Regions from separate parts of the Anser cygnoides genome. Here regions 2, 3 and 4 are each linked to region 1. A link is a contact called in public Hi-C data. All regions are on one chromosome and are shown on one strand. The core of a region is the stretch at or near the end of the contact, and the rest is flanking DNA. Distances in the headings are between cores, read along the strand shown. Region 1 overlaps SDC2 (syndecan 2). Region 2 overlaps CPQ (carboxypeptidase Q). Region 3 overlaps CPQ (carboxypeptidase Q). Region 4 overlaps CPQ (carboxypeptidase Q).

Evidence for each region. Hi-C and Micro-C count contacts between places; a contact is called where the count stands out from the background.
Region 2: a Hi-C map of liver shows a contact between it and region 1, with 4 times the contacts expected there. The contact joins two enhancer-like sites. A contact is called at or near these places in 2 of 7 Hi-C or Micro-C datasets (both in liver).
Region 3: a contact with region 1 is called in a Hi-C map of liver, with 5 times the contacts expected there. The contact joins two enhancer-like sites. A contact is called at or near these places in 2 of 7 Hi-C or Micro-C datasets (both in liver).
Region 4: a contact with region 1 is called in a Hi-C map of liver, with 2.6 times the contacts expected there. The contact joins two enhancer-like sites. A contact is called at or near these places in 2 of 7 Hi-C or Micro-C datasets (both in liver).

What each region holds. Positions count from the first base shown.
Region 1 is chr2:139,856,928-139,863,259 of Taihu_goose_T2T_genome, reverse strand. All of the region lies in intron 1 of SDC2 (syndecan 2), which reads right to left. Among named protein-coding and RNA genes, the nearest start is that of SDC2, 15 kb to the right of the region's middle. Within about 2 kb of position 3,564, at least 1 of the 3 cell types and tissues checked has open chromatin away from gene starts, as enhancers often do. A contact at or near this core is called in liver, where this site is marked.
Region 2 is chr2:140,093,951-140,100,282 of Taihu_goose_T2T_genome, reverse strand. It overlaps CPQ (carboxypeptidase Q), which reads right to left. Exons shown (of 8, transcript XR_010828728.1): 8 at 122-1,264. Among named protein-coding and RNA genes, the nearest start is that of MTDH, 110 kb to the left of the region's middle. Within about 2 kb of position 3,327, at least 2 of the 3 cell types and tissues checked have open chromatin away from gene starts, as enhancers often do. A contact at or near this core is called in liver, where this site is marked.
Region 3 is chr2:140,059,473-140,065,804 of Taihu_goose_T2T_genome, reverse strand. The region is part of intron 6 of CPQ (carboxypeptidase Q); the gene reads right to left. Among named protein-coding and RNA genes, the nearest start is that of CPQ, 140 kb to the right of the region's middle. Within about 2 kb of position 2,829, at least 2 of the 3 cell types and tissues checked have open chromatin away from gene starts, as enhancers often do. A contact at or near this core is called in liver, where this site is marked.
Region 4 is chr2:140,035,565-140,041,896 of Taihu_goose_T2T_genome, reverse strand. All of the region lies in intron 6 of CPQ (carboxypeptidase Q), which reads right to left. Among named protein-coding and RNA genes, the nearest start is that of CPQ, 120 kb to the right of the region's middle. Within about 2 kb of position 3,951, at least 1 of the 3 cell types and tissues checked has open chromatin away from gene starts, as enhancers often do. A contact at or near this core is called in liver, where this site is marked.

The DNA of each region.
Region 1 (6,332 bases), core at 2,315-4,814:
ACGCTGAGACAGTCATGTGCAGCTGAAGGACTGAATTCTATTTTCTTCCGAGCAAGAGACTTAAAATAAGTCCGATGCCTGAGGGTGGGAAAGTGGCTCAGGCTATAAAGCAAGAACCTTTTCACTTTGTTACCAGAGTTCCTAATTTAATGGAACTGGGGTAATGGGTAGCCAATTTTAAGCAGGTGGTTTCATTTAAATATTAACCCTCGTGGTGCATAAGGCTTCATTCAAAGGGGAAGTTCAACTGCACAGTTACAGTTTACAAAACAAGTGCAATGCAGCAGAGAACCGAGTTGTAATTACACTCTTCAAAGTTACTTTTAATCCTCAAAGTTTCATATGCTGTGGTTTCTTAAGAAAAATAAAGCCTCGCACAGAACACAATGACTGACAAAGGAAATTAACACAGTTCCTTCTGCAAAACTGCATGGAATTGTTGGCCTTTTAAAGGGCAAAAGCATCTAACTCAATCTGGCTCCATTATCTGTATGGATCATGCTGATGCATGGAAATCCTTGAACTGCTAGGCACTAGAAACTTTACATTTGAAAATGTGAAGTCCCTAACTTCTGAAAGGCAATTCTGCAGCAAACCACCACCTAATGCATCAGCAAAACACCACTGAACAACCATTTCTTTTTTAAAGACCCAGCAGCACACCCCAAGCTGTAGCTGGAGGCTAGATTGCTAGACCATAACTGACCACGCACAGCATAATCAGTTAGACTTTGAGGTGAATCTTTTCATTTGGTAAGTTGTTACCTTGTTTGCTGTTTCTCAACAAACAAAACAGCACCATTCTGGCCAATTTTTTTTTTTTAGCTTCCCATTGTCCTGCCTTTTTCCCCTTGTAACATAAGATGCTTCTGTATATAAATGGAGTTTTGCCCTTCCAATCAAACAGCCATAATGCACATGGCTGAATTACTGTTTTCTTGCTCTGTAGAAAATCCTGCCCGCCCCAAAAGTAACCAACAACTCTACACATATTTGCACGGCCCATGCTGTCCTGGAAAATGGCATCTGTAGTACTCCCAAGCTTGTCATCCACTGATGCTAAAGCTGAACCAGCAGTCCCACTGAACTTTATTTTAATACTGCCTTCCTCCTTTCCCCTCCACAAAGCCTAGTTCTGAAAAAATACCTGTCAATTCTGGATGCTTAAACTTAAGAGGTGAGTATATTGACATTTAAAAGCAGACTTTAACGAGTAAAAAATGTGTTCAGGAACTGAGCCCTGTGACATGCATAATATCCATCTGAATTCCAGCAAAGAAAATCACAGCGCAGCTTGAATAGATGCTCCATTTCAATCCTCCCTGCAAAGCAAATGAATTCACATCTCTAAGAGGATTTCTCCCAAAGAAATACCCCCTTTCTGAGTGCTGGGAGAGTGCAAGATCCCTGTATCTCCATCCAGGCTCAGTGACGAGCACTGAAAAGGGGAAATTCCAACCTCAGGCAAAAAGCAGCAGGTGGGAAGGACCTTGCTTAATGCAGAGCTGTGCAGGGAAGGAAGGGGAGAGAGACCTTCCTAGCTGAAGCTGCCTCCTGGAGAACCTCATTTATCAGGCATTAATGACTGATATTTAGCAGCTAATAAATATTTATTAGGTGAAAGCTAAATAAGTTTTAATAGCTCATATAATTATAAAATATTACCTAATTTTCATCATATAAGCAGGAGCATTATAACCATATGCACTGTGATGCGTTGCCTTAAACTTGGCTAATTCATATACTGAAAGGCATGAATCACATAGATTTCCAAAGACACACCGATAAAATACAGGTACTTTACTAGAAGCATACGTGAGCTTAACAAGGCAGTAACTTATTTGTTGTTGTTCCTGTAAGAGCTAGAGATCTCTTACGTTGTGCTGAAGTATTGACAGAGCAGCCTTATCTATGTATTTCCACATCAGTTCAGATACTCCAAGTGGTATTTCTGGTTTATTTCCTCCACAAACAGCCTGCTCTGACCTACCACCCTGCCCCAGTTCTCCTAGAGAAGGTGGCCCTCTGCTTTCTCAAGAGCAGCCGCAGCAGCAGACACACCTCCACTTCCCCGAGCGCCGCCGATAAATCCACCGCTGCCTTCTCACTCATCTTTCACGAGATTACTTGCAACAATGCCATGCTCCCCAGACCAAGCATCATTTCAGAGGAGGTGAGCAGCTCGGGTTTGGGTAAGAGGAGGCAAGTCCTTCACCTCCAGCTCCCACACATGCCCAGGGTACCCGAGGGTGCCAGGTACCCACTCGCTCCCCATCAGTGCTTTGCGTGGCCCCTGGACAGAGCACAGCACAGAACTGATTGCATCAACACCCTCCATGTACCAAAAGACAACAACAGCAACAAAAAAAGAATAAAAACAGAAGTAGAAGGAATCAAAAGTTATGGTTACAGCAGTTTTTCTTCATTTTTTCCATCCTTCCAGGGAAAGCTGCCTCTCTCCCGTCCATTGCTGCAGCCACTTCCAACACGTGAGTAACTTTCCTGGAGTGATACCACTTGGTTGTGAGCAGTCACCAGATGAAAGATTTTCAGCACATGAAGTCATGCTGTGGCTCTCCTCTCTCCCTGTGTCCCACAGCCTGACTTCCTCAATGCCCTCCATACCCACAGGAGATCAGCAGCAGCAATACAGCAGTACTCCATCTCCTAAATTCTCAGCAGGGAAATGGTTAGGGTTATTTTTGTTTGTTTGTTAGCTCAGGACAGATCCCTCTGCGCTGAAAATACAAATGCCCAAATATATTCTGTTAGCAACAGTTTCAGCTGAGGTCACAAATAAACAGAAGTCGGCACTCAGCTACGTTTTCTTCCATAGGAAGTGCCAAGAAACCACCACCGGAGTTCTGGGCTACTTCATCCTAACTTGTGCTCATTATACTAGAAACACAGTGTATTTACAGTGGAGCAATCCAGACCTTTATCACAGAACTAAAAAAAGTAATTTTAAGTTCATGAAATATGAAAAAAATTACAAGAATACTTGACGTGATGTCTGTGGTATTTTCAGAGACTGGCTGTAATTACAAGCACGCTAAGGAGGGTACGAAGGGACAGATCCATGGATGTTTTCAAAATTGGGCTCCTTACCAAAATACATATTTACTTGTTTGACCATGATGCTGCCAGAAGAGACACACTGTTCTTTCAGAAAACATCACCCATTGCACAACTTTCCCCAAAATACACTTTCTTTTACTTTTGTGCACACCTTACCATACAACAAACACAAGCATCTAAAATACAAGAAAACAGACTGGGATTCACAAACCACCAGAGTTTCCTAATCACGGGGTTCTTCTCCCAGCATCAGAAAAAATAAATCCTGCGCTGCTTGGCATGCCAACATATTATTTTAAATAAGTAGGAAGGCTGAATGAAAGTCCCCCTTCATCTCCCAAACCTCAAGAGAAAATGAAGGAGTTATTTCCAGAGCACGTACTCAATGACCACCCAGCAACGCGTATTCATTTTGGTCAGGCTTCACAAGTCCCACACCACACCTAATGAACGCGCTGCCTTCTGATGCCTCTTCCACCGCCAGCATGAGAGGATTAAAAATACATATGGAAAAAGAAAACAAAACAGCCCTGAAAAATTCTTGTATGAATGCCTCTCCCTTTAATTTCCCTGGTGTTTGTTCCTGTTCCCTTGGAGGAAGCTGTCACCTCAAGCGAGAGGTCTGCCTTACTGTTTCAGCAGCTACTTGTGTTGTAAGGAAAATAAATAAATAAATAAAATAAACGAAAATGGGATTTTTTAAAGGGGAAACGTGTGGGATGTCTGCTGCAGGAGCAGGCACTTGGCACACCCGATCTGTCCCCACTGGCAGAGTTCGGCCTATGCAGTCCAACTATCGAAGCCTGGGTGCAACCATGTCTGTTGTGGCCTACACCACTTAGTCTTCTGCGCGAGGGATACTTGTTATCGGGTTACCTATTTCTCCAGACACTGGCAGAATAAAAATCATGAGACAGAAAAGCTCTTAGTCAGTCGTTCATGCTTCCTCACTGCTGAGCGGTTTCTTCGCTTCAACAAGCGCATCTTCCAACATGGTCTCTGCACAGCAAGTCCAAGCTAGGCGCAACTTAGGAACAATAAAAGGATAAAGCAAATGCTTCGAAATAACCAAACAGCTGACAGCTGGGAAATACAGAGCTCATGTTCTACCCGTACCTTAACTCTCGTCCCATTTCTTTGGGACCTATCAGCGCTGCTCAGCGCGTACTCTCAGCTCTGGAAACATTTCACATTGCTGACCACAAATGAAGTGACACAGATGTGCTTTTCCATACGCTGGCTGCAGAAGGCTCTGTGGCCAGGGAAAGGCGAGGTTTCCAGTCATGGCTGGAGGCCAGGGGGATGGGGCAGCCATGCAGAGGGCGCTGGTGGTGGGGCTAGGGCCTCCTGCACAGCCCTGCAGCTGGGACCTGCCCGCCCGCCCCACCTTCCTCAGGCTTTCAAGTTACTGTTGGACCACCTCTTAAATATGTATCACACCCCTGTGAGTCAAGTTTCAAGTTGATTTCCCCCCCTCACCCCCCCCCCCCAAGTCCTTTTGCTCCTTGTTCTTGCCTATCCTAACCAGAAAGGGGATGGGGCAGGTGGCTTGCAACAGGTGAAGTTACACCTCCACGCAGTGAGGCTCAGCAATCAGATCAGCCTTGGCCTTGTCTTCCATGATTTTTAAATCTCTCACCCCTGCTGCCTTTGCAGACTCCAGCTTCCCAGTTCAACCTCCTGTTTTCTGATACTGTTGTGACAGAGCCTCTGCAGAGGCAGACCTGGGAAGATAGCCCTTTGCCTTGAAGGAAATCCACCTTACTGCTCTAGCACCACCCCCCCAAAAAAAATAAAGCCCAGGACTAGTTTTCTTTGAGGAGGAACCTGCTAAGAAAGGCTCTGTATCAGAGGATGACTCCTAAAACTTTAGTCACAACCCCAAACCAGTAATTTCTCATGGTCTTCATTTATTTCACTCTTTCGCATAAAGCTCTTCCCCACAAGCTTGCCCTTCATAACTGGAAACAAACTGACCCCAAAACCTGGGAAGGTATTTTTGTTTTTTCCTGTGGGTATCTTACCCACAGGAGACTTTAAAAAAAAAAAAAAAAGTAGGTATTATTAGATGGGAGGTATAAATAGAGCCTAGGGGGGGCTCTTACAGCCCGTTCCTTGAACACGCTTCTCCCCAGCAGCAGCACACCGATGCTATTTCAGGTAGCACCTCCCATTCTTCACCCCTGGATTGCTGATAAAGTGTGGCAGCTTAAGTAGCCGAAGAAAGAAATGGTTACTTAAGGGCAGGCCTAGATACTGATTTAAAATAATAGGTTGGCATGCCAAGCAGAGCAGGATTTATGTTTTGTGATGCTGGGAGAAGAACCCCATGATTAGGAAACTCTGGCATAAATACTTCAGGGCAAGCATAAAGAGAGCACGTGTACGCGGCCCAGGGATAGCGATGCTCGGTTTTCCCCTCTGGCATCCACGGAAAGAGATTACCCCTCCAGTATTTCATTAGTGAACGGCGCTAAGTGATCCAGCAACTTGTGGAAAGAGTAAGAGCGCTGAGGTTAACGTCTTTGGTGAGGCTTTGTCTCAGGGTTTGGGAGATTTTGTTTCAATGCAGCATGGGGAAAGCAGCTGTCACCTTGATTAGAGTCCCCTCGTAACCGGACACTTCTCAAACTAATCCCAGCTCCTGCGGGCTCCCTGCTGTTTGGGCGAGCGGTTACTGATGGCTTCAAAAGCCAAGGAGCTTGCACACAGGGATGCTGAGGTCCCAGAAGAGCACGGGCTCGCTGCGCCTGCCGCCCCGTCCTGCCCTGTGCCCGCTGGAGCACAACCCAGCTTCCAGGAGAACCCAAAGGCAGCGAGGACCGCCATGCACAACGCTTGGCTCCACACGCTCGCTTTCCAAAAAGCAGAGGGGATGAGGGATACGGTGCTCAAATCATCCACGTCTGCTTAAATGCTTGACTCGCGTGCTGCCAGACACAGCTGGCCGGCCAGAGGTGGAGCAGCACAGCGACTCCTCCGCCCCACACCAGCCACCTCCAGCTTTTCCTTGCATTATGGTCTGGCCGGGATGCACCAGCCGCTCCGAATCGCTCCCCACAGGGGCCTCTGTCATCCCCTGTCCCCTCCTTGCTCCCCCTTTATCACCAGCAGCCACCCTCAGCCGAGCCAGCAGACGGATTCCCGGTGGTGGGCGAACGACCAGAGCAGACCCAACTTTTCATTTACCTCGTTTTCTGCTCTTGGATCCTGTGCTTGCAACATGAGACCAGAGAGCAGTGCCAATACTAGCA
Region 2 (6,332 bases), core at 2,078-4,577, 240 kb before region 1:
GGTGCGAAACACAGGTGCAATACTTGCTGGACGAAGGCTGAGGGATGGATTAATGCTTTTTTTTTTTTTTCCTAGCTTAAATTACAAATGAAAATGTAGAGGTTATTCTGGTTGGGAAAATGCTCATTCTTCAAATGCCAGTGAGCTGACTGTGGCTCTAGAAAGATTTTCTGAGCTTTGTGAATGAGTAATGAGGACAGAAAGAAAGATAGACAGAAGGCGTACTTTAAAAGAAAGACTTTTCTGCCAGTGAAATGCATGTGACGAGTGCAAGTAAAAACACCTGAAGGTGAGATTGCTCCCTATGAAAAATTTTATATCAAAAGCAAATATAGGTCATTCCACTGGAAGAGGAGAGCGAACACGTTAGTCACAGAAGTCCTTTGTGAAATAATTGGCTTTACTGCTTTCTGCTTTACTCTATGTAAAATCTTTTATCTGGACTGAGGAGCGACCTGGGCTCAGGCAGACACGTTAACCCGTGTCTCTTCAGCTTAAAAAGTAGATTCTCCCATCGGATCTGCCCTCCTGTCCCAGCACAACCTGCTCTTTCCCTTGAAGCCCACGCTAGCTGTCAGACGTCAGGACTACCGGCGTAACTCACCAGGCCATAGTCTCCTGCCTGCTACTCATTCAGTAGCACACAAGGGGCTAGCATTCATGCCCAGAGAGAGAAAAGAGAGTTTGAGCGACGTGAAGGTGTAGGTGCTGCTCAGTCCTGCAGTTCATAAGCTGAACTGGGTAAATTTGCAGACTTTTGCTGAGAAAGATTGAAGGGGATGCGAAGCAACCATGGTGTCATCTACTGCAGAAACCTCATGCATGACTTTACCCTAATTTAAATGACATCCATGTGAGGAACGGTGCTGTCTTTGATTTACTGAGGTGGGCAAACATAAAAAAGCTCCTCAGAGCTTCCAGTAATGCTCTGCTTCATGTGGATGCTGTCCCCGGGCTGAGGAACATCTCACAAGGGAAGCCGCAGGAGATGTGGTGTCCAGTGCTGCATGGTGCAGGCCACACATTGACCTCTGCAGATAAAAAAAATGTGGAGTAGCTGCTCGTTCAGGAAGAGTTATTCCTCTGCAGAGGACCAGGTGGGGACGCAGGGGGTGTGCAGTGGGGTAACAGAGGAGGGCGGCCCTGCTGGTGTAGGCCGGGAGGAGCTGTGGTTTCCATACCATCCTGACATCTCAGGCCTCTCCTGACTCCAGGTGCTGGTCTCTCACCCTTCAGGTTCTCAGAACATCAGATGTGGTTGGAGCTGAAAAAAAACCAAACAAACAAGTTTAAAAAAAAAGTTGTCTTTTGCATGTCTTTGCCACTGCTGATGTAGAGCACAGCACTGCTAATGTTCATCTTTCGCCACGTTGCCAGTTCACATCGGCATGCCACATTTTTCTTTCTGAGCTGTGTGACTCCATGCTGCCTTCCCAGAGCTTGTGCTGATTTTCTGGTCTTATCCTACTGCGCAGACCTCTGATTTAGACCCATCCTTGCTTGCTTAATGTTGGCAGCCCTAAAAGGCTGGCCCAGGTTTTTGAGCAACACATTCATTCTCATGCACGCACTGCACTGAACTTTCCAAGCCATCCCTTTAAAAACTCGCCCTGCAGAGCAAGGACAAGTGGCCAGAGATGAGGAAACCTTCAATCCTCTGTTTCCTCCTCCCGCTCCTCTTTAAGTCAATATCAGAAGGGAAATGGGCCAAAGCTTGAAGCTTTTAATGTGAATGAGGCACTTTGATATTGCTGGCAAGGGAGCCGATCGGACAAGCTTCGCTATTCTTAATTCTGGAAAACAACGGAGCAGTATGGTATCACACCCTGCCTCAGGCGAGGCCAGCTCAGATCAAGCAGGAAACCAAATGTTGATGTTTCAGAGATTTCTTAGCTCTGAGGTACTCTAACACACTGAAATGGTTGTGCCCCAGAAATGGGATTCAATGCGCTCGCTATTTTCTCACACTGCTTGAACACCCACGAGGGGTTCCCATGAATGCCTGCCTGCAAGCAGGCAGGGGGTTGCTGATGCCATAATTATCTTGAAATGGCTGCATTGCTTTTTTTATTGGATTAGCATTAAAAGCCCAAATATGAGCTTTCTGTGGGATGCTTCTGTGTAATTAGATGCTAGAAGACATGTAAATGTATATCTGCCGGGGCAGGAGCTAACTCAATCCGTCATTTATAAGCAAGCAACAGGGTCGCTTTGTTGTCCCGGGATTGCACAGTGTCACCAAGCGAGCCCTAAGCTGGGTCTTGGGGCTGCCAGTGAGCACAGGTCCATTTAGGGTCACTTATGACAGGGGCTGAACACAGGATAAATACCCATCTGACAAAAGCCATGTTTGAAAATATGTTTATTGTGTCAGATTTCATGAGCAGTAGCTATTTCTCCATTCAAGCTGAATGATAGCATTCAGCTTGCACACTTACTCATCCTGACAGCTAACAAGATAAACATGTCAGCGTGTGATTTGCCAAATATTTTCCCGTGGAATTCAGGCAGGAGTTGCCAAAGGAGCTGGCTTTTGGCAGGGGATCGCTGCACTCCAGCATACACACACGCAGCATGCATGGCAAGCAAAACACGCACCACCAAATCCACTAGGGATGTTTTCCTGGTGCACTTCGACTCTGCCCACCATGGCACTCTCCTGACCCATTATAAAGCTCCAGAAATCCTGATTTTGCTGCACAGAAAAATTGCACGGGGAAGATCTGCTGTTCCTGCAGGTTTAGCAGGTGCCAGGAGCTGGACAATGTTCATTATACCTTGGCAGCAGAGGCTTCAAAGGGCAGCGCTGGCAAGTCCCGAATTGGCTTTGCCTTTCATTGCAGGGCAGTTCTTCCCGGAGACTGAGCTGGCGACCTTTATCAGAGCGAGTTTTATTTACAGATTGGGAAATGGCAGAATGTCCTTTAAGATGAAAGAAATCAAAACACAAGAGAAAAGAAAGATTTTGCAGGAGCAAAAGCTCTGACAGGAGATCTGTTTGGAGAAGTCTGTATAAACAGACCTGTTGGGCTGATATCTCATATTTTAGCCACAGCTCGTTGGAGCCTTTAGGTTGATAATGAAGGGACTTTTAGGCTTTGGACTCCCCAGTGCATCTGTCTTTTAATAATAATGCAGCTATTTCCTCACACACTTTCAGCTGACTACAGTGCACTTGTCCCATCCGCTTGGTTTTGTGTTCCCTCTCTGCTCTGTTACCAGCACGTAACACTCACTGCCTCAGTATTTTTTACCTTGAAGATGCTCAGAAGTGTTTTGCAGCCTCCTGGCCTCTTCCAGGTGTCTATTCCCACCTATGAATGAAGACTGATTCCTCCATTGCTAATAAGAGCCTTTGCGTGAAGAACAGAAACATCTCACAGCACAAGGCATGCCAGGGAGCCAACCAGGACCTTGACAGCCCGGCTCATTGCCCCAAATCCCCTTTGCAGCCCAAGCTGTGCCCTAGGTCTCCAACCTGGAAGCTGGGCACTGCAATGCTGCAGTTCCCAGTGAAACCCAGGGGAAGGGCCCACTGCTCTCCCCAGCCAGCGTTGGGGATGCTCAGGAGAGCAGGCTCCCCTCCTCCGCATCCCTCAGGATGTCAGCATGAGGCTAGTGGCAAAAGCTGAGAGGGCTCCAGAAAAGCCCAGGAAAAGGTGTGATATAAGGAGACCTCTTTCTGTACCTGGCTGTGCTAGAGCAAGAGGTTCTCCTCTCCTGAGCCGCCTCCTATAGACAGCACTGGGCTGGTGGGAAAGCCCCTGACTTTCCCTTTCATGCCATACCCTCACAGCAACTCGCTATGTTTTAAGCCGAATCTACTGCACCAAAACTTTTACTTAAAGATATTTAAGTAGCAGCACACAACTCTGTGTTATACCAAGGGTAACAAGGGTAAATTATGATTCACTTAAAGCTCAACTCTTCTCAAGATGCAAATCTCCTATAAGTGCTGCTGCTGGTCAACAACGGATCCACCTTTCAGGCAACCCACAGACATGGAGCCATCCATATTAGTCACGTAACAGTGAAGGTTCCTGCCATCCTATAAACACGAAATAAAGACAGTTTGCATTTCTACAAATTCTACATGACTTGAGCCTGATAACTCAACTGGGAGGTGTCCCCCATTAAGGCAGACAGGAATTCAGGTCAACCAGTTGCCCGTGGCCACGCAGGAGAGAATGGAGCAGAGGTGAACAGGGGATTCCTGGCCACCAGGCTGAGCTCTCCACCTATGTCTCCCTCCACCTCCAATGGACCATCCATACTGAGAAAATATCAGATATCTGGGTGCTAAAGTGCTGGGTGAAATAAGAATGTGGGCAGTCCATAAGGATCTCCTATTTCCCAGTGCTAGTTAGTTTGGTTTTGCTTAGCTTGCTTCTGAAATACTTCATCAGCACTTTAGTGGAAGGCACTTTTCAAAAGAACTCACCCCCCGCTGCACTTGTGACAGTCCTAAAAAGAAACACTGCTCTGATTCCTTGCTTGTACGGCTTCCCTCCAACCCATGCTGTGTCCCACCCATCAGCTCAAGTTCTTGCCACCCTACCCCAAAGCCACGTCCCCACCCTGACCCGTCTTTGCTGTGGCTGCACAGTAAGAATGCCCCTGCAGTGTCCCAGAGGCCAAACCCAACACATTGTCTTCACCGTGCTCTTGAGGGTATCGTGACAGAATCTGCCCTTTTGGCTTTCCCTTTGCAGACTGCCTGCAGGAAACATGCTCCCTCCACTACCACATGGATGCCCAGGTGATGTTCCCTCCACAGAAGTGATGTGTGAGCTACTACACTGTGGTCACAGCTACAAATCAGAAGATGCCAGAATTGGCTGGCTCAGCAAGGCTACCCACCATCTTCTGGTTTTGACTGATTTGCCAGAAGACAACATATGAAAAGACTGCAGCAACAGCTAGGTTTGCTCATGGACCATTCTTCTGGCTGTACGGCATCTCTGACTCTTATTTCTCCATCCTGGCCTCACCTCCCCATTTCTCGGACCAACTTAAAGACTGATAAACCACAGTGATGTGCATGTGTGCAGGCCCATGCAACAAGAAAAATGTTGTCTTATCTCAAAATAAGGTACTGGTTAGCCTGGTCTTCAGTCCGTATTTGAAATCTAGTTCAGAATATGTGGTTTCATCTCCAAACACCACATTTGCTCCTCTCTGTTGGACAGAATGGCCTCTGTGGGTAGCAGTACTTTTTTGGATAGTGGACATACCCTTGCTCTACGGGCCTCCTTTTCCAGCCCTCCTGTTTCTGACCACTGGTGGTCATGATGGGGAGAGAGAGGTTTCTCCCATCTCCTCCCGGGTGCTGGCTAGAGCAGAGTGAAGACTAAAGCTTAAGCATTGTCTTTGTCCATAAGACCTTCAGGTTGTGCTTCTGCTGCATCCAGTTGAAACCAAAGCTCCGAGGGATGACTGAGCCCCTCAGGCCCTGTCTTGGACCAGCCATAAGGCCAACCGCAGCAGAAAACTGTCACAAGCCCAGGAACTCAAACAATGGAAACATATTGGAATATAGGCAAAGGCAGCAGACTTCCCTGCAGGCTCTATGGTGTGTTTTTAGATGTGGATCTTGGATTTGGGGGCAGGTTTGGGGCTTGCTGGTGCCTGGAAGGGTCAACATGGGCACATCACACACTCACTTGGGTATGGTCTGGCTGAGGCCTTTAGGAACGATCCCCCTTCATGAATTTCTTCTGCTCCAGTGTTTCTCTACAAGGCATCCACATCTCAGAGCAGCTGAAGGCTCTGCCTCTGCTGGTGGTGGTGGGACCAGCCCTTTAGGGACAGAGAGATTGTGACCAGTTCCTCTGCAGAGGACGGGAAGGCAGCTTGTGTCCCTTCCCTGTGTCTTCCATAGGATAAATCAACACTCTGGCTTTTCCTTTGATCCACTGGTATTTCTGAAGGAATTTACACGGCCTTTAATGTGGGCTGTTAAACAGCAAAGGGTTATGAACGGAGGCCACACTTTACCAGAAATCAATAAGTTGCAATGGAAATACTCTGTGCTGTGTGCAAAGGGCCCAGACTGTCAGAAAAAACAGCCTTGAATTGTTTTGTGCCAGCATGGGCTTGGTCCGAGCAGGGGGTAGAGACATTCAGCTCCAGGACAGTGCAGAGGGCTGCTTGATCAGAGAGGGACCCTCAGGGAGAGAAGGGAGGGAAAGAAGAGGAGTGGCTGTATTTTGGGACCCAGTATTTCAACTGGTCATCACAGATGATGAACTGGATATTGGGCAAAGGTAATAGGAATAGCCTGAAGTTTGTGACTGCTCCAGCTCTGAAGAATCAGCAATACGCTCAGACTC
Region 3 (6,332 bases), core at 1,580-4,079, 200 kb before region 1:
GGTTGACCGGTTTCTGACATTGAACTGCCCTCGATGGGGAATAAACAGACGAAGCTTCACCCATGAAGGTCACTGGAAGCTCTTCCTCCACCTATCGTCCCTGTAGGGAAAGTACCCCATGCCATTTGGCTGGATGTTTCCAGACACTATAACCTCAGAAAGCTGCATGCAGCCCAGTGTGTTTTGAGCACCACTGCTGGAGTGATCCTCCACAGACTTACCAATCCCATTTTTGAACTTATTTACACCTCTGCCCCCCAAAGCTCCCCGTGGCAATGCACTGTGTGCCCATCGTGTCATGTGGGCACACCGTGGTTCTTGTGCTGGGAGCTGCAGCAGCGGTGCCCTGCCTTTCCTCTTCGACCTTCTTCATACTGTTGATGCTTTCATATGTTTTTAGCATACACTACCTCAGCAGTTTTTTCCAATCTGAAGAGTCCTCATACACAGAAACCACTAATACCTCTGAGGATGCAGGCTGCCGTGACTCTTCTTGTCCCTCTTCTCATCCTGCTTCATCATTCCTGTGACGAGAAGCCCAAAACTGCCTACAAAAGTCAGTGCGATGTAACTGCAGCGTCCCACAACACAGACCCCTTGATATTTTCCGCCGATTCTCCACCTGCAGCACACAGCTCAGTGCTTCTCACTGTGCCTGGCTACTGAACTGACAATTCAGACGATTATCTTGATTTGATTTTGCAGATCTGAAAATAACTAATCTGGATCCTGTTTTCATGTATGCACAGCACATGCGTAACAAACCGCACTACTCTGCGTTTGGTGGCACTGAAATGCCACTGGGTGTTTTATCACTTAAGAACTTCCTATTACAAGATCACTGTCACATTTTCACAGCTTCAGTTTGTACGTGAAACATTTGGAGTAGGCACCAGTAAATTTTGCCAACTTGCTATTCGCTCCATTTGTGGCTAACATTGAGCTAGGCGATCACCCAAAGTTTTCCGAAAATGTTGCTGGGCAGCCTAACAGAGCTCTTTCTCCATTCTGAAAACTGACATTTTATTTCTACCTCCTTTCAGTCAGATATTACTCTGCAAGAGGGAAATACCTCTTACCTCCCAGTAATTTATTTCTCTAAAGGTCTTTGATGCTGGGGCTTTTGAGAACTGAACTGTACTTTGCTGACCAGATCCAATTACAAAAATGGGTATAAACTCCTCCGAAAAAGCTTTACTAGACGGGTGAGTCATGACTTCTTTCTTCATAAGCCACACTGACCGTTCTACTACTTTCGTATTTTTTTGTCCTTGGAGTCCTTATAGAATCACACATCCACAGAATGGCTCAGGTTGGAAGGGACCTTAAAGATCATCTAATTCCAACCCCCTGCCATGGGCAGGGACACCTCCCACCAGCCCAGGTTGCCCAAAGCCCCATCCAGCCTGGCCTTGAGCACCTCCAGGGATGGGGCATCCACAGCTTCTCTGGGCAGCCTGTGCCAGGGCCTCACCGCCCTCTGAGTGAAGATTTTCCTCCCAAACTCTAATCTAAATCTCCCCTCGTCTCGTTTAAAACCATTCCCCCTTGTCCTATCCCTACACCCCCAGACAAAGAGTCCCTCCCCAGCTTTCCTGTAGCCCCCTTTAGGCACTGGAAGGCCGCTGTAAGGTCTGCCCTTCTGGTTTGTCACCCCCCTGCTCAATGACTCACAGATCCTTACGTAGACAGGGCACTTCAGTTTGGGATTATATACCTGTATTAACTGTAGGTATCTATTCTGTATATTTTAATACAGCTTATTTCATTCCTGCTTTCTTTAAAATGAGGTATGTGACTACATATATTATGTAGAGACTACTTAAAGCTGATATTTTTAAATTGGTTGTTGAATTTATAAATCTTTTACATTTTGCATTCTCTTTTAAACACTGCTTAAGATGGATGAAAGTCACTGCAAAATTGACAGTTTCTCTAATCTAGGATTCATCTTCATGCACTTATTTGTGCCTCAGTTCTGCGAAGCAGTTGAAGTTTGAGCATGCGATTTACTGATTAGCCTTTAAACGTCACACACGAGGGTCAAGCGAAGTGCTTAGTGAGACTGAGACCCACGTGAACCATCTTTCCTAACCACATGCATTTCTCAAAATCTCTATACCCGCTGTGCAACTGCACCATGTAGCCGATGCCACAAACCTGCTTAGAAACCCAAAGCATTAAAGTCCTTTCTTCGCCACCCTCTGCTAGCCACGGAGCTTGCTGTCAGAGCTCAGCAGTAGACACTTGTTGCACGGAGAAACTCTGTGCTACCGACCTCTGAACATCCCCAGACGATCAGGGGAGATACGCACGCCCCCAGATGGCCTGAACCTCTGATGTGGGGGGCTGGATCCAGGGGAATGAGCTGTGCATCAGCGTTTTTGCAGCATATGTGTCTGCAGGAATCATCTATACTCACATTTGCAATCAGTTCAGGAAGCTTCCCTGTATTTCACATTTAACGGAGGTATTTCCTAAGCCAAATTTGCAGCTCAATTTAATGCAAGCCTTTAGGTCTGCCTTCCCAGAGGAGGCATCATATTCAGAGGAAACGTGCAGCTTTCCATTGAAGTTCCCTGCGGGCTCTAACCTGCCCCGGACACGAACACAACTGGATGCTTGATCACAAACTTCCTGCAGGGTCTCTCTAGCAATTTGCTACCTCCTAGAAAAGTTCATGGCACATGGCTTAGCAGAGCTCTGATCTGTCCAGATGATGACCAAAGCCGGTTAATGACTATCCTGGTGGTGAACTAGTTATGAAGAAAAATGGCCAACCCTACTGTAAGGAAAACACACCCTAAGCAAACTACAAGCTGGTTATATTTTATACAGCACAAAAAAACTGTGTATTTATACTATCACACCAGCAGGACAAGCAGTGTTTTTTGCTGCCTCTCTGCTGTCATACCCCATTGAGACTCTGAACACTTGAAGGGGATGGTGGATTTCATCTGCAGGACCACGAGACAAGGCTGGTAGAATACTATGACTATGACAACTCTTAACTGTGACAACACTTAATACTTAAAACTATGACTATGACAACACTTAACATGACTATGACATACTTAATATTATCTATTGTTATGCTGATTAATGCATACTAAGCTACAGTACATACTAAAGCAATATAGGCTATTTCCTAATAAATGTTAGATGCTCCAGATATTGGTGATGAAATCCCTCTTTCATTTGATCTACAAACCCGTGTATATCTAACTAGTTCATTATTAATAGAAAAACAGAGAGGTACTTGAAACAAAGTTCAGATCTGATCTTATCGCAAGGTTCAGGGTTGTTCAGATCTGGGGTTTTGTGCCATTTCTAAACCAAAGCCCTACTAATTCTCCCTATTCTGATACACACATGGCATTGTTCCACGGGCTGTGAACACCAAGAACCAGGAAAGAAAAAAAACACACTCCTGAAACTAATGTTTTTATGTTCTTGACCAATAATTTTCCTATTTTTCTCAGAAAAGCTACAAAGAAACAACATATTTTAAAAACAAAATAAAAAAAGAATCCAGGTATAGTTAAGACACATGCTGCAACACTGTTGGCTGCAGTTTCAAAATCTCTCTGTTTTCATGTTTCATGGAGTGACACAGGGCTTCACTCAGAAAAGACACGGAGAAATTCAAGGATATTTGTCCTTTAAGGGGGGGAACAAAGAAATTCCTTCCACCTGCTCAGGCTCTGCAGCATATCACTAGCTGAATGTGGCCGCTGATTAATCCACACAGCACTACTAATATAAGAAAAACAAAGGGTAAATAAAGCAATGTCCCTACCTAGTATGATTCTTTATTCCTGCAAGTCTGAGTTGATGTGACAGCTGGTTTACCATGGCATAAACAGGCTGAGTCATTTGTCACAATGCAAATATATTAAGAGTAAAAGATAAGTCATGAAGCTCAGAGAGATCCCTAAGAGATACTGACAATTAATTTTAAGTTGAAAGGTTGCTTCCTTTTGTTGACAGAAACTCAATCACAGCAGTAAATGAAAATATCATTTGCCTAAAGATAGGTGTACTGTATTCATGTTACCATGCCCAGAACATGCTGGACCTACCTTTTTTTTTTCTTATTAATTTGTTATTTTAAAAAAGAAAACTGGTTGGGTGAAACTGTACAGAAGCAGAAGATGGCACTCGTGTATCCTGCCACCCCTGCATGCTGAGCTGTGAGTCCACCTTGGAAAATCTTCCTCCAGATACAATCTAATTATCTCCATCGCAATTATACTATTGCGCAAATCAAGAATCAATACATATTTTTCACCATTTGGGAATAAAAATGTCCAAGATCCCATTTTAAATTACACGCTAACGTTCCTTGGTGCAGCTTTTACAGAAATTTCATGCGTAGCTCCAAATGGCACGATGTTTTACATGTGATGCAATAAATGTAGCTAATCTGATAACAGTGACACTCTGTGCAATGCTAAGTAAACGAACCTTTATTACTTTAAACACTCCCTGGCACCCTTCTGATATACCGTGACGGTGCTAAAGCTTAGAGCAGTGTTTACAGCTGTATAAATCAAAGACACTTGGACTTGAGTTTAAGACAAAGAAATCAAGGGCAAGTGCCCTCTTGTAAAGCTTTTTATGGGGTTGCTTTCAAAAACCATCCACAGCCCGATGCAGAAGGGAAAAAGAGCCAGTGATTGGGAGCAGCCCAGAACAAGTGATGTGACCTATGCAAGATTATTATAAAACGTTTAGAATTATTTTAATGGAGAAAGCTGTATTACACTCCATTAAAAAATCTTAATCTCTGCATTGCTGTACTTGCCTTTCACAGGAGAGAAAGTGCAACTTTCAGTGCAACTTTTCATAACCAGAATCCAATTTGACAGACAGCTGGGACATTAAACCCAGATTTGATGGATTTAGATCCCTATCCTCACCTACTTACCTTGATTTTGATTACACTTCTTAAATCGATGAAAAGGTTTGCTATTCTAATTTCACCATTAAGAAAAGGCTGAGAATATAGATAACATTACGGTCTACCAAAACGTGCCAAACATTCACGTTTCCTTGGAAAAGAGCAGATATGAGTAAGGCATTTGGTTCCTCTCAAATCCATGCAGTGAAGACATATTTTGACACAGCAAGCACATACACATATACCAACCCACACATAATTAAAAACCTTTCAGGAGCCGAGAATGCTAAATCTGTATCTTGCTATAAACTCAAAGGACTGGAAAGACTACTCAGCCAAGCTAGAACTAAAGGTGTTACTTAAAAATAACATCTGAATGAAAAAGTTTTAATGCTCTTGCCAATATTTATTTTACTTTTACACCCTCTCTTTAAAACTGTCAGGCATTTGATAACAAAAAAAAAAAAAAAAAGAAAGAAAGAAAGAAAGAAAGAAAGAAAAAAAAAAAAGGTTGATTTTTGTCTCTTTAGGATCTGTAGTTGCAAAATCATTTTTGAAAAATAGTTTTGCCTGATTATTGCTTGAATACTTTCTATTTCCCACTCCTACAAGGACTGACATAGAAGAAAAAAGGTAGGTCTCATTAGTCCTGTGTAGCCCAAGCTCAACCTCAGCTAGTATCAGATTCCTCAGAAGAGGTGAAAAAAAAATGCCATCTTTTCAAAAATGCAGCCATTGAAATCACAACGCATTGACTGAAGAACGGGAAACTTTCTGCTGTCACATATTCTTTTCAGGGTCAAAAAATACACAAGGAAGATTTGAAATGAGTAGCTCATTGCAGGTGAGTACAGTCGCATTGTTCTGGGCTGACAGACTGCAATCGCTTCCCTCCGATGCCAGCAGGGTCCAGAACTGGGACTCCAAATGTGGCTCAGGGTTTTAAAAACCACACCGTAGCTGAGAAGGCAATAATAATTATTTCAATAATTAGATTCTGTCTTGCGCTGTGTACCAAGAGCCCAAGGCTTAACTGGAATTAGAAAAGGCACCCAGAGTGCCTCTACAGCAATCTATTTCAGTGAATGGAGCAGCCAAATATCCTTTTCTTGAAGCAGTGAAAGAGCAATCACACTTTTTCCTGTCTCAATGAATTTAAAATGCACTGCAAATCAAAAAGAAAAAGAGAACGACCACAGAAAAGAAGCAAAAGGCCTGGAATAACGCTATCCATGAAGAGGATGCACATTGAATGCTGCCCTATTTCTCTTCGGGAGAAAGGATGCTCTACTTTCTCTCCACTGTACTGAAGTTAAGCTGAACCCTAAAATAGGGATGCAGATTTTCCTTTGCACAGCTTGCTGAGGCAGAAGGGGGGCGAGCACGGGCGATGTGCAGGGAGCCAGGGAAGGCGAGCTGCAAGCAGGAG
Region 4 (6,332 bases), core at 2,702-5,201, 180 kb before region 1:
CTTGCTTAGACTGTGAAGGACATCCCACTTGACAAAAACAGCTGTTGCCTCTTCAGAAACATTTAATTTTCAATATACCATGTAGTCAACTGACTCCAGTTAGAGGACTGAAATGCCAAGGTTCCTCCTGACCTGAAGGAGTCATGTCTGTTTTAAGGGAAGTTAGCGTTTTGCAAGGTAAGCCCTTACAGGAAACATGAAATGTTATGTTTTCATGTATAAATGGCATAATAACATTTGCTTTTAGTCTACACCTGGTAGATTCTTTTTAGCTTAAAGAATAAAACTTAGCATCCAGAACCATTTATTTGCCTCTTGTACACCCAGAGCACTCAATCACAAAGGTCTAATTGGAATAAAGTACTTACAGACTTTACACAAAGGAAAGTTTCCTTCTATTTGAGAGCTACATAACATTTTTTGCAAAGTACAATAGGCCAGGTCAGGATGAAAAAAAAATATACTTCAGACTACCTTGAATGTGACTAAGAGAACCTACTCATACATGTAGGGGACTGTAGATTTTACTCCTGTGCCCAGGCCTGATTCTAAAATTTTATGGCTGTCACAGGTTAGTACAAAAAAGTCACTACAAGAGATACGTGATACCGATGAGTAGCAGATCCATGTCATTAGCAGGTTATACAAGCCTACAATTCAGTAAAGAATTTCTTCACAATTTTTTTGGATATAAAACCACATATGAAGTACACGTGGCTGTGAATATTGCACAAGTATCAAAACCCGGCCCTGCAAGTTTTCGAAAGTTCGTTATAGAATTTGTCAAGAGTTGTGTTTTATGCTCATCCTTACCTGGACATTTCTCTTTTGAGAATATGCTCTAACATAGCAGAGGTTACTCACTAATTCATTTCTAACTTAGAAACAGCAGTTAATAGAATTAATATCAAATCTTCGCAAAAGAAGAAGCAACCATCAATGTTCTAATAACTTAAAATAACCAATCTATCTACCCACCCATCTAACTACTTGAAATCAAGGTGAAAATAACTAACACTGCCACCAAATTGGCAATCACCATTATTATACAATGAAAAAAACCCTAAATTTTTTCAAAGAGTACGTGTAAGGAATTAGGATACATCTAAGCCTACCACCAAATGCAGTACTACAGGTCATGAGTCTCAACATGAAATCGTGATTCGCTGGCTCTTTCGATGTGGTGGGAGAGAAGCTGGCCAAGAAAAACACACTGTATTGTAAATGGGACAAATGATGTTAAAAAATTGCAGGTACAACAGAAAGAATACTTCAGAATGTAAACCATCTTTGTGTAATAAATCTGAATAGCAAGACTTCATAATCTGCTAGTATTATTACTGTAGTCTTCGATAGTTTTCTTTCTCATATAAATGTTCACATGTGTTTTTAATATGAAACCGAGAAAGCAAACCACCCACGATACGTTACACCATATTCTTGCTCTGGAAGAAAGCTGTTCAATTCTTAGAACGTGCGGGAGTGACACGAAAACAAAATGCTCTTGGGAAAGAAACTTGACTCATTAGGGGACAGAAAAGAAACAGGTCACAACTACTTGAAGTACCATGTGTCCTTGAGAAAGTTTTTTCCCTATTTTGTCTACTGGAAGATAGGATTAATTTTAAATCTATTCACTGTCAAGTATGAAAGTAGGGTATTGCAATTTTAAAAAAAAGGGGGGGGGGGAGTTGCTTTCACTATACCTGCTTTTGTGTATGTGTATTAGCATTTCTACTTATACAGAAAGAAATACACACTGAGAAATATGCTACAGGGAAGATGCATCTTTTGTCCTTTGCGCTTTACGGTGCAGGGATAACTGGCACTTATCAAAGCAGGCTGCGACAGTACAGTGCTCCCTTGGCTAATTCAAGGGAACAGGAGAACAAAACAGGAAGATTTTATAACATAACTGTAGGCTCAGCTGTTTCTTTCATTTTTCCCCATACTGAATGCATCATTTAAACAAGCATTTTAAACTCAGTACACATTTTTTTTTTTTTTTCAGAGAGTAATCCCATTTTCTGCATCCTGGTACTTTGCCACTTCTCTTGGCACATACCAGAAAATTGTATCTCAGTGGCGTAACCTGCTACCTAATTCTCTGAACTTCAAACCAGACTTTTATTCTTTATCTTCTTCTGACTTGGTCACAGAATAGGTCACTTCTCTTTATCTTATCGTGTTTAGCTCCTTGACTAAATATCTAAATGAAACATTACAGTAAATATTGCACAGGAAAATTGGCTTTTTACAGGTTGCTATTTTTATTGAATATGCAAAAAGGCATATATCCTTGCCTATACTTATCCTATTTTTTATTTTCTTTAATTTCTGTTTTAGCTATAAAATGATTTTTTTTTATCTGTCAAGCAAAACCAAAACATAGGTGTTTCTCATCTCTAAGGTAAACACGTGAAAACATGAAACTGCAGTAAGATCCTTTCAATTATGAAAAAAACACCTTGCTATACACATGACAAACAATTACTGGTACTTCTGTTGGTGAGAAATACGTACCATCTACAGTTGATGCTGGGAATGCCAGTCATACAGGTAGCTACTCATTCCCTCAAAATCCCCATAATTCTTACCAGATGTTAAAACTAGACTCCAACATCTCATGACTAACCTGAGTCACTGATGGCAATTCCTCCTACCCAGCTAAAGCAGTGAGATATCTGTAAGGATAAGGGAGGGAACAGCTATCTAAAAGCCTTTGGTAATTTGGGGCTATTTAAAACAGAGTGTTATAACTTGTCCCCATTGCTGGTTTTATTTTTAATTCCACTGAGAAAAATCATCACTTTACAGAAAAAATCCTGAAGTCTTCAATGGCAGAGCACTGTCCTTGACTAATGGTTAATTTGTTCCAGTAATAAGAGACATCAGTTAATCTGACAGTGCATTTTCAGCTTTCTGTTATTGATTTACACCTTAGGAAACACCAACACATGTATTCCAGTATTTGACTCACAGCAGTTTGAAGCCAAATATAGCAAGGCAACGACCATGATGTAAAACTTATGGTGCAACGACAGCCGTCCCGCTTGCATTACTTAGAAGTGTGTTTAAATCGACACCCAAGTTTGTTAGGCTGACAACTTGGACAATGAGAAAGTCAAGAGAAAACACTGTAAACACCTAAGTGGATGTGACAGCTGGAAAAGAAGAAAAAAAAAAAAACAACAGATAATATTCGTAAGGATTTAATAACATAAACATGGTGTAGTGCATTTTTGAGTTGCTGTTTAGGATCAAGATTGTTTAATGAAGCCAACAGCATAAATAAAAATACAGGAAAAAGCAGACCAGCTGTTAGGGAGCAGAGATGCGCCAGCATCCACACGTAATAAACACAGCTATGAGCACAATCATACAGCTCAGACCCTTTTTGAATGAGGACAGGGAAAATCGGGAACACTGAGAGTTAGAAATCTTTGTAAATCACCATGTCTTTCTATGGGAGAAAGCTGCTGTAAGGATGAAGATTAGCACCACTTTTGATAGATGATAAGGTACGAACATGACCCATGCTTTTCCTGCCCCACTTTGTGGGAAAGCTGTCCAGAAAAACAGTCCGAGGATTTTATGGGTTGTTCTCTAGTTTTAGAGTTACAGGGCAGTGACCTCTGAGAAGCCAACAACAAAAGCCCCAGTAACTTCAACAGGCTTGGAGCAGCATTTGGTCATGTACTTATTAGCATTTCACTCACTACAAACATGCTACTAGCACGTCTTGCCCTGTACAATACCGCTGCTGTTTCCTCTGCAACCACTTGCCAGCAGTCACAGAGATCACCATTCAGGACTGTGAGTTCCCAGGGATGATATACAAGAAAAAGTAGGCAGCTCTGAAGACAGCAGCACGCCACGCAAGGTACGCACCAGATTACCTGTAGCCTTGTCTTCAGACTTTTTTTTTCTTTGACAAAGAGGCATGTCAAAGAGAAGCGCTCTTCCTGGAAAACATACCATAACTTAAAGCCTTTTACTGTTCAAATACAGGGGTGTCACACACTCCCTGTGACTCTGAATGACTGATCCCTTTTTGAAAAGTTTCAGGTTTTCATTTAAAACAGGCAACACTGCCAGTATCTTGTAATTAAGGGTTGTGGTTTAAATCAAAGATGATTTTTCCTGATGTATGCATTTTCAGCAAGCAAATGACTACTTGTGTAACTTTCAAGAACAGATTGATTAAAATACATCAGCAACACCTTAGAAGTTAGCACAGCATGCAGATCTTTAATGTTTCTTGTTTTTACACAGAATGCTTTTAGGTTCTGATCTAGATAAGAGGTGAAATGTTAAAAAGAAGAGAGGTCACTGAGGAGAAAGTTCATCATGGTGAGCCAACAGGAGGTGACGGTTTTCTGTGTCCTGCACAGCTGCGGGGAGTTTGGATAGAAGGATCCCAGCTTTCCTACAGCACAACGTCCCAAAGTACTGACGACCTGTGGTTGGTCTGGAATATGAAGACAGAGGAACAGCTATCCTCAAAAGAGGTCTCTCTTTAAGAACTCCAGTCAGCCTTGAACAATGACAGAACTGGCAGAAGGGGTTCCTCCAAGGACTGAATGTTCACTTGGAGGAGGAGAAAGGACACCTACATTGCCAGTTTGGCCTTGGAGGCCATTCCCATACATACTGGGGCTAGCTTCACAGATGAAGCTTACAGATAATAAAGACTTAGTAGGCATGTATGTGTGTGTGTATGTATGTGTATATATGATTCTCTCTCTCTACACTGTTTAAAATTAGTTGTTATATACATTTAATTACTGAATTATTGCTCTCATAAGGCCTAAACAATCCTTTGATGAGCAACATCATTTTTAAGGCAAAGCAAGTGACAGTTGTGGAGGCACTGTACTAAGTAAATATTAAAACAAGTCTACGGACTTCATCTGTTGGCTTGCTGTTCATTTTGTGTACCTGATGTAATACAAGGAGCCTAATGTTTCCTTCTGGACAGTACAGGCAGACACCCCACCAATTCTGAAGTTTCAGACGGCAGCTCTGCTACTTCTATGAGGGAAAGAAAAGGGAGAAAACATACAAAGACAGAAGTTTGCTGAACACTGGACATGTACAAAATTTGCTCAGGTGGAACCAAGATCAGGCAGCCAAGAGACACGCTGCCATGACTGATTCTGTGTCCTCCCTGCTTCAGGCAAGGTAAGGAATCAACAATTCTTTGTGTTTTAGCAAAATCTGATTTTCTCTGCAGTTTTCAGTAGCAGCATGACACTTCTATATTAAGAATTATGAAATCCTGCTGACCTAGAACTGGTATAAAATATAATTGTATAATTATATTAGCTTTCCTGTGGTGAATACAATCAAGGATGCTACTGGCTGTTAACTGAAGTTCTGAAGAATACAGTGCAATTATTTTCTCTTGGTGTTTTGTAACTGAACCCTTCTCTTTTTATTCGTTTCTTCCATTTCTCAACTTGGTGATTCACGGCAGAATGTTAAAATAGCGCTATCAGCCCGATCTCCTACATAGAGATCTCCACATTAGGGTATTTGCCTAAATCAAAATGGAGGACAACAAAATGACAGGGAAGTCAAAGAATTCTCAAAATAAGTACTCAAAAAGCAAGGAGGTTTTGTGACCAAGGGCTTGAGGCTTCAGAGACTCTTTTTTCATTTCTATCTTTCTGCGTCCTGTGCAGTTGTGTTTTTCCCTTTGCTGAAATAAACCTGTATCCATAACTAAAACAAATTGTTTTCTGTTCATTTTCTTGTTTCTCTTCTTTAAACCTTTCTTGCTTTTTAGGCATTGTATTGCACAAATCTAAACTAATAGAACATAGAAAAAAATAACATGGTTATTGTTAATTTGCTAAACACATCCCACATTCATCATGAAAGAAGGCATCCAGAAAGACCAGCAGTGAAACTGGACAAGAAATAATTTCCAAATCCTGAAAAGCTTCAATTATTCTTTTGCATCCTGTTTCAATTCAAATCAAAAAGAAAACCATCAGACTTGCCCACAAAGATCAGGTGGCATTAATGAAGTTTATTATGTGTGGTAGCGTCCACAGGAGGCCTCATGTCCAACAACTCATGGTACTATCTCCAGCACAAACACAACATAAAAAGCTAGTCGTAGACCCAAGAGCCTCCCATGTCTTTTGAAGGTAAGACAAGAGATGGAAATAGAGGAGAGAGAGTAAGGGCACATCAGGACAGCAGTGGTCAAAACAAAAAGCACCAGTTTTAACTTCTGATTACAGAGAATATTTCCCGAGAACAGTTAACAGCCAAATGGTCAACACATTTCACTGGGATAAAAGAATCCATATGCAAGTCCT